Regions from separate parts of the Ovis aries genome. Here region 2 is linked to region 1. The links are chromatin contacts, called in public Hi-C maps. All regions are on one chromosome and are shown on one strand. The core of a region is the stretch at or near the end of the contact, and the rest is flanking DNA. Distances in the headings are between cores, read along the strand shown.

Region 1 (3,581 bases), core at 955-3,454:
GATAAGCTGTAAGTGAAATTCTCAAAACACCTACCTCTGGATGATCTACACATGATATCTACACACTAAAATGGGGGTGGGAGTGAAGGAAGAAGGAAATAGCTTCATTTTTTCCAATATTCATATAAACAAAACACAAAATTAGAAACACTTCCTCTTTTATCTTTCATAATCCTTCATGCAAATCTACATGCTAAGTCTTTCAACTACTCATGGTATAACTCAGATTTCATCTTTTACAAAGAAAAATCTAATTATTCACTTGAGTGTATTAAACTGTATGCCAACTATGCATAACTCCCCCTGGAACCATATTGCAAGGGTAATTTCAGTATCAAGTGGTTTATTCCTGTCTTTCTGCTGGAGGTCAGTTCTGAGTAGAAATCACCCAGCAAGGCAAGTTGGGGAAAAACAAAACAAAATATCAATATACTGAGTGGGACCTCATACGATGCAACAAGATTCTGATAGTTAAAGTAACAACCAGGGAAGCCTGACAGGTAAGGGGAATGCTGCCTTGCTGGAATATTCAAGATTTGCTTGGTGGTAAACATTAGTGACATGCTGCTAAGTGCCTGACAACTAGCTCTAGCAAGAAAAGTATTTTGTACCATTTGCAATATCCGTGGTGTAAATACACCCAGGAAGCCTAATTTCAAGCTACCCAAGTGACATCGCTGAATGGGAAGTTAGGAAGAGGTTCACAACAATAGACCACTGTATACTATTTCAGATACAACAGATGTAAATAACCTCAAACATAAATTATAATAAAATGTAGGGTAATAATCAGACCATGGTGAATTTTGACTACTGTTTTTGTTTTTTAATATAGTTAATTTAACTGTAAGTTTACATAATTTAATTTTTTAATAGGGGTTGCATTTAACAACTGGCTCCCAAAAGTCATGAATACTGAAAGGTTGGCTCTACATTTGCTCCATCATAGGTTGTCTGTTCAGAATATCTATCAGAATATCTTTAATAGATATTCTGAACAGACAACAAAAAACCCAAGTAAATGAAGCTACTAATTCATTTCGATCGAAGTATCTCCAGAGTTTCCAAGGTTGCCAACCTCTACGCAATTCCCTTTCAGAAATACTCAAAAGTTCTGGTTTCAGTGTGCAAACATAGTATTTACAGGAGAGACAATATCTTGCAGGTGTACCACACATCATACTTTTCCGAGCAGTGTCTTTAAGACACTGTGGGACATTCTAGCCCTGCATAGTGAATTTCAATCAGTGGGGAACACTATTTTAGTGCGTAGTGGGTAAAGAGTCCTGGAGCTGTTTGTGCTTAGACAGCGGCGGGGGAGTGGAGCTGATCACGCAAGGAGGCCGGGAGGCTGATCCAGGGCCCTAAGATTCCCAGTTATCTCCGGAAAAATGCAGACCTCTGCAAGCCAGGGTACAGCAGCACCAACCTTTCTTCCCTCTCTCTTGTTTTCTGACTAACTAGCGATTTTACTAAAATTCCGTTTTTTCTGATTGCCGATACTCTCAAGATCCCCTCTGAGAAACTAAAATTACTAAGAACTAAAACATTCAAATGTGCGCTTAATCTGACAGAAAAGCTTTGTAGTGTTTTCCTCGTGATGCAAACATACCTGTTACTAGACACTTGTGTGCAAGCTCTACATAGATCTCACTGCCAAAACCATCACCAGCAGTAGTCGTGGCCGAGTGGTTAAGGCGATGGACTAGAAATCCATTGGGGTCTCCCCGCGCAGGTTCGAATCCTGCCGACTACGGGAAGTTAACATTTTGACACAGGTGCTTATTTCTCTTTTGCAGGCTTCTCTGCAGACATTTAAGGAATTTATGAACGTCTGGGATACGACTGGGACCCCAAGGGGGCTGGACGAGGAGGCGATGACAGAGCTAGGGAGTCGGGCGATTGTGGTTACAACCTGAGTCCAGGAGGAAAGGGAGACGGGACAAAACACTTCAGACAATCGGAAACAGGAAAGCCAGTAGCGCAGAAACGGACAACGCCGACCTCCCGCCCCGGCGCCGGAACGTTCGCGCGGCCCGGGGGCCTCGCTACCCTACCGAGTCTCTTCGCGCGAGCCTGTCAGCAACCAAGCCTCGCGAGACTCGGAAACGGCGCGCGCATGCGCGGGGGGCGACGAGGAGCGCGCCTCGGGAGGGGATGGGGGGGGGCGGTCCTCGCGTTGCCCCTGGAAACCACCGGGTGCCAGAGCGACCCGGGAGCAAGACGTGAGAATACAAGATGGCGGAGGACCTAGACGAGCTCTTGGATGAGGTGGAGTCCAAGTTTTGCCGACCAGACCCACTGAGACTGGGTACGGTCGAGCGGCCCAGAGGCGGCGGCGGCGGCTTCTTCAGCAACGACCAGAACCGAGCCGAGGCGAAAGAGAATCTCAGGTTAACAGGCGGGAGGGGTGGGCTGTTGTGGTGAAGCCTGCTCCAGGCCCTAAGGCCACCCCTCCGCCGCCAGACCGAAAGAAACGTACGCCCACCCACTCACCCCCGCCCACGACCTCTCCGCGTTCCGGCCCAGACCCTCAGTTCCTCACTGTCCGGGGCCGCACGTACTCCCGCGCCTGTCCTCGAGGATCTTAGCATCTCTCCCCGAGGCCCGACTCCGCCCCTGAGCAGGCCCCGCCTCTGAAAGCCCGCGGCTTCCCCAGGTCTGTTCCACCCGGACGCGTCCCGGGGCTGCCAGTGGGGCAGAGAGGGTGCAGCTTAGGCCCCTGCTCTAGAACCCCAAGGGGGGTCACGGTGACCCGGGCCTACGTCTGCGTGAGTGATCCTCGTCCCCTTTTCAGGTGCGGGGACCCCATTCCCCAGGCAGAACAATCCTTGGGCCAGTTGTTGGAGAAAACGTTTGCATTCTAGTCCATCATTTGTTGTTGTTTTTCCCTTTGAAGCTCAGAATTGAATGAGGTTGCATTTCAGATAAAAGGTTTAGTTACTGGTCACACTCTATTAATCCCACCACCATCCTTCTACCCAGGGCCCCAACTAAGGGTCCCAGAGGATCTCAGGCATCCAAATTGAAATTTGGGGAAATTTCTTAAAGTCTTGGTTTTTGATCCAGAAAATATCTTTCATGTTTGTCAGTCTTTTTTTTTTTTTTTCTGTGTAATTATTAAATAGCAGTGACTTTCTTCTTATCTCCACTTCCCCTCAGTTCCATTTTTGCCAGAGTGAGTTATAGGCCTTCAAAGTGATAACTTGAGAGGCTGTGCAATAACTCTTGCTTGAATCTCTTGGGAACTCTTGTGGAATTACACGGAGGCAGCTTTGGAGCAAACTAAGAGAGTCAGTCTTGTTCATTGACGGTTGCATCTGTGGGTTTTGTTTTGTTTTTGTGAACCTCTGTGTGATTTCCCAGAGCCCAGCACCATTGCTTCCCAATGTACTAGATTTACCTCTGATGACATATGTTTGTTTAAAAACTCACTGTCACAATAAAAACGTTCCAGAGTCTAAAGTTCAGAAACAGACGTTCGTAAAATTAGTTGAGTGCTGGACAGCATTCTAAGAAATAAATATTGAGCCAACTAAAATGACTGCTTTGAATGAGCTAAGGCTCACTTGACTGTATAT
Region 2 (3,463 bases), core at 346-2,845, 350 kb after region 1:
AGGTCAAAGCAGTCATAGGGCCAGCCCCAATTCAAACAGAAGAAAACACAGACTTCATGATGGAGATACCGGTGTGACCATCTTTGGAATCAGCATCTACCTCAGGTCATTTTCTCTGTCGTAACAAGGTATTATATGCTTCCACATTTTGCCTTTAATAATGATAAATCTTATCACACTGGAAAAAGGTAGGTCTCGCTGTGACCTTTTAAGAAATCAGACTCTTAGAATTATCATCACGCCTGGGTTCTGAATGACAAGACGGTCTTTTGGTAAATTCCTAAGAAGAAACGAGATTTGGGGGCATGTAATATTAGCAATGACAATCAAGAGAAAATACGAAGATGAGCTTGATTTGCCAAAATCCAAGTTAATGCTTTGCTCTATCTTCTGAGAAAAAAGTCACGTGGCCCCTGAATTTTGGTTATTACTCCTGGGTGTCAGACCACCCCCATGTTTTACACCCTTTAAAACTAGTACTGCTGGAAACAGACTGGCCACAGGATGCCCCTGAGGATCAGGAGGCCAGAGCCTTTCAGATCCTTAACGTGTGACACACCTGTTCAGGGTCTCTATCCAAATTTCATCCTGGGTCAGAGAACTGCATCTCAGTCCAAACAAAAGGCACGTGAAGGTGGAGACACGTCGAAATGACTACTTTGCCTTTGCCAGACAGTGTGAATCCGTCTATACCGGACAGAGCTTTGGTTTGGAAAATATTTTCAAGCCCTCTGTCTTACATTCCTCTCACTATAAATAACCAGGTGAGCAAGATAGGCCTCTGGTAAATGCCCATGGTTTTGTGCTGTGTAAACACCAGAACAGAGGCCATCGGCTTCCTGGGTCAGAGCAGAGCCTGGACGGGGACCCGTCTTCTTCCTCCGGGTTCTCCTGTCTTCTGGAGCTGAGAGCCTACATCTCCTGGCGTCTCTGCCTTCAACGTCTGGTCTCACGGGCCTCTTCTGCCTCGCCGGCTTGCGTCCCGAGCCAGTAGACAAGGTCAGTCAGCTCCCAGAGTCAGCGACCACAGCAAGGTGGGCGCCTGGCTCCTGGTCTTAAGGAGGTTGGGTGGGCGGCACGCCTGTACCCACGGCACGCCCAGCCCTTCCTTCCCACGACGGCCAAGACGTGAAGCGGACCTGCCTCACCGTCTTGGGCTTCCATCACTCCCAAGGCCCTTAGCTTTCCTCTCACAGCAACTCTGTGTCCCTGTGTGCCCCCAGACGCTCGGCCAAAGGGACAGCTGGGGTCAGGGTTCTTCTTTTCGGCGTGCAGGTCTGCTTGGTCCTCACCCTCCGGGGCGGGTTTCCGCGTTGGTTCGCCCCCGGCCCAGCCCCCAGCACCCCCGCCTTCCGCCGGCCCCTCTCTCCCCGCTGGGCGCCCGGGCGTTGTTGCCCGGGCTTGTTTCTAGCTCCGGAGCATCGCCCGGCCCGGCGCCAGGTCACGTGCGTTAGTGACAGCCTCTCGCAGGGTGGCCCCAGGGCCCGCGCGCCGCTGATTGGTGGGGCCGGGCCTGGCCCCGCCCCGGGGCGGGGCGTCCGGGCGGGCGGGCCCGACGGGCGGGCGCAGCGGCGGATCAGCTGTTCCGAGGCTGCACAACAACAAAAGGAGCGGGACGCGCCGGCGGCGGCCAGCGGCGCGGCCTCAGGAGGGCTGGAGCGGCCCAGCGCCCCGCGCCCCGCCGTCCGGGAGCCGCAGCTACCTCAGCCGCCCGCGCGCGGGTCCCCGCCGGCTGCCTTCGCCGACCGTCCGGCCGCCGGTCGGGCCCACGTAAGTGCGGGCGGGGCCGGCGTCCAGGGCCACTCGCTCCGGATCGCCCCTCGGGCCGCGGTCGGTGCGGCCCCACCCCGGTCTCCACTCGCACCCGCGGGCCGGCAGCCCACCACCTCGGCGGCCCCGGGGGTGCGCGCGGGCGCGGGGCGGCGGTTGGGTGTTTGGTTTCTGCCTCCCCCCACCCCGAGCGTGGCCTGTTTTCCCGGGGCCGCCGCGGGACTGACCTCCTCTTCTCTCTCCTCCTCACTCCGCCTCCTGCCCTCCGCCGTTGGACTGGGGCTGCCCGCCCAGGACTGGGCGTCGGGGGCTCCGGGCCCCGGAGGGGCGAGCGCGGCGGCCCCCGCTACCCCGGGGCGCAGCCTGCAGGGCTCTCGGCTGCTCGGCCAGCCCTCCCGGCGCGCGGCGGCTCCGCCACCCCGCGACCGGCGCTCGCCCGCCTGTCGTTGGTAGGTTCCTTGACTCTTGCTTTGATCTTACTTACCTATCACTGGTGGAGGTTGCACCTGTGGTAGGCACTTTATCTCTCATCGTAGTTAAAATCCTCATCATTTTGATCACGCACGCTCATTGGGTGCTTAGTGTGGGCCACAGACTCGGTGAGGATTTTACGTGCATTAACTCAATTCCCACAATAATCCTGTGAAGTTAGGCTGTATTACAGATAGGAAACCTGAGGGCCCAGAGAGATGGACTTAACTTACTCAAGACCACACAGCCAGGTAGAAGGAAATGGTGTTTCAAGTTGAAGATGAGTTTTCTGTAGGGATTCCTTGTGTGTTTTCTTTTTTAATTGTATTTCCTAATTACATCTGCTCATTGTCTCCTGTGTTAATTCCAATTTCGAGGAGATTAAGGAGGAGGGCCTCTCCCCCTTTCCATCATTGAGACAAGAACCCTTTCTGAGGACAGAGTAGTTTTGAGAAAGGGGAGTGGAAAGTGTCCCCTGGGGTGGTTGAACAGAGGTAATAATGAGGAGCCCCAAGATCTGGAAATCACTTGCTTGGTAACTGAAATATCTTTTTCACTGCAGATGCAAAAAGCGCTAGGAAGCTTTTGCTTTTAAGGCACGGTCACTATAACCCTAAACTGGCAGCATAATTTTCGAAGGTTCCAGCCTGGAACCAGGACCTTGCTAATTTCTAAGACTAAGGTCTGGTTTGTTTTTGTATCTTTATCTTTTGTTCTTTTCTGTGAATGCTTCATTGATTGCTCATAGTTCTCTTGGGAATGGTCCCACTTTCAAACTTCAGGGTTAACAGGCTGTGAATTACTGTTTATTGCTGTCTTTGTTCACTGTCATTCAAGGCTTCAGAGCCAACCTGGTGGATCCTGGGGAGAATAACCTCCTTGTAGTTGGTTGAGTAGGCTGGATAGAGTGGAACAAGCGAAGACAACTTTCTTGGCTTGGTTTTTCTACAGTTTAAAATTGATATAAAATTACTTGAATCAGCACATTTATTCTTCTAAACTAGTGAGAGAGGGTGGGATAAAGAGATCATTTTGAGCTGCTTTTTGATGATGATATGTTAGTTTGGCCACCTGATATTTCGAAACTGTCAAGAAGCCACAACTGTACACATAGTTAGGAGTTAAATCATCAAAGTTGTGGTGTTTTTTTTTTTTTTTTTAATTTAAAATGTTTTTGGAGCCGCCTACTGGCAGCCAAAACCAACTGAAAAGTGCAGTTCTC

The links. Hi-C and Micro-C count contacts between places; a contact is called where the count stands out from the background.
Region 2: a Hi-C map of liver shows a contact between it and region 1, with 2.5 times the contacts expected there. The contact joins the promoter of TP53INP1 here to the promoter of CFAP418 in region 1. A contact is called at or near these places in 2 of 16 Hi-C or Micro-C datasets (liver and tail adipose tissue).

Annotation. Positions count from the first base shown.
Region 1 is chr9:81,975,473-81,979,053 of ARS-UI_Ramb_v3.0, forward strand. CFAP418 (cilia and flagella associated protein 418) reads left to right here and starts at 2,205. Exons shown (of 6, transcript XM_004011826.6): 1 at 2,205-2,393. The coding sequence starts at 2,239. It overlaps TRNAS-AGA (transfer RNA serine (anticodon AGA)), which reads left to right and starts at 1,675; the gene lies at 1,675-1,756.
Region 2 is chr9:82,322,774-82,326,236 of ARS-UI_Ramb_v3.0, forward strand. TP53INP1 (tumor protein p53 inducible nuclear protein 1) reads left to right here and starts at 1,596. Exons shown (of 5, transcript XM_042254468.1): 1 at 1,596-1,770. It overlaps LOC121820316, which reads right to left. Exons shown (of 4, transcript XM_042254065.2): 4 at 3,353-3,463.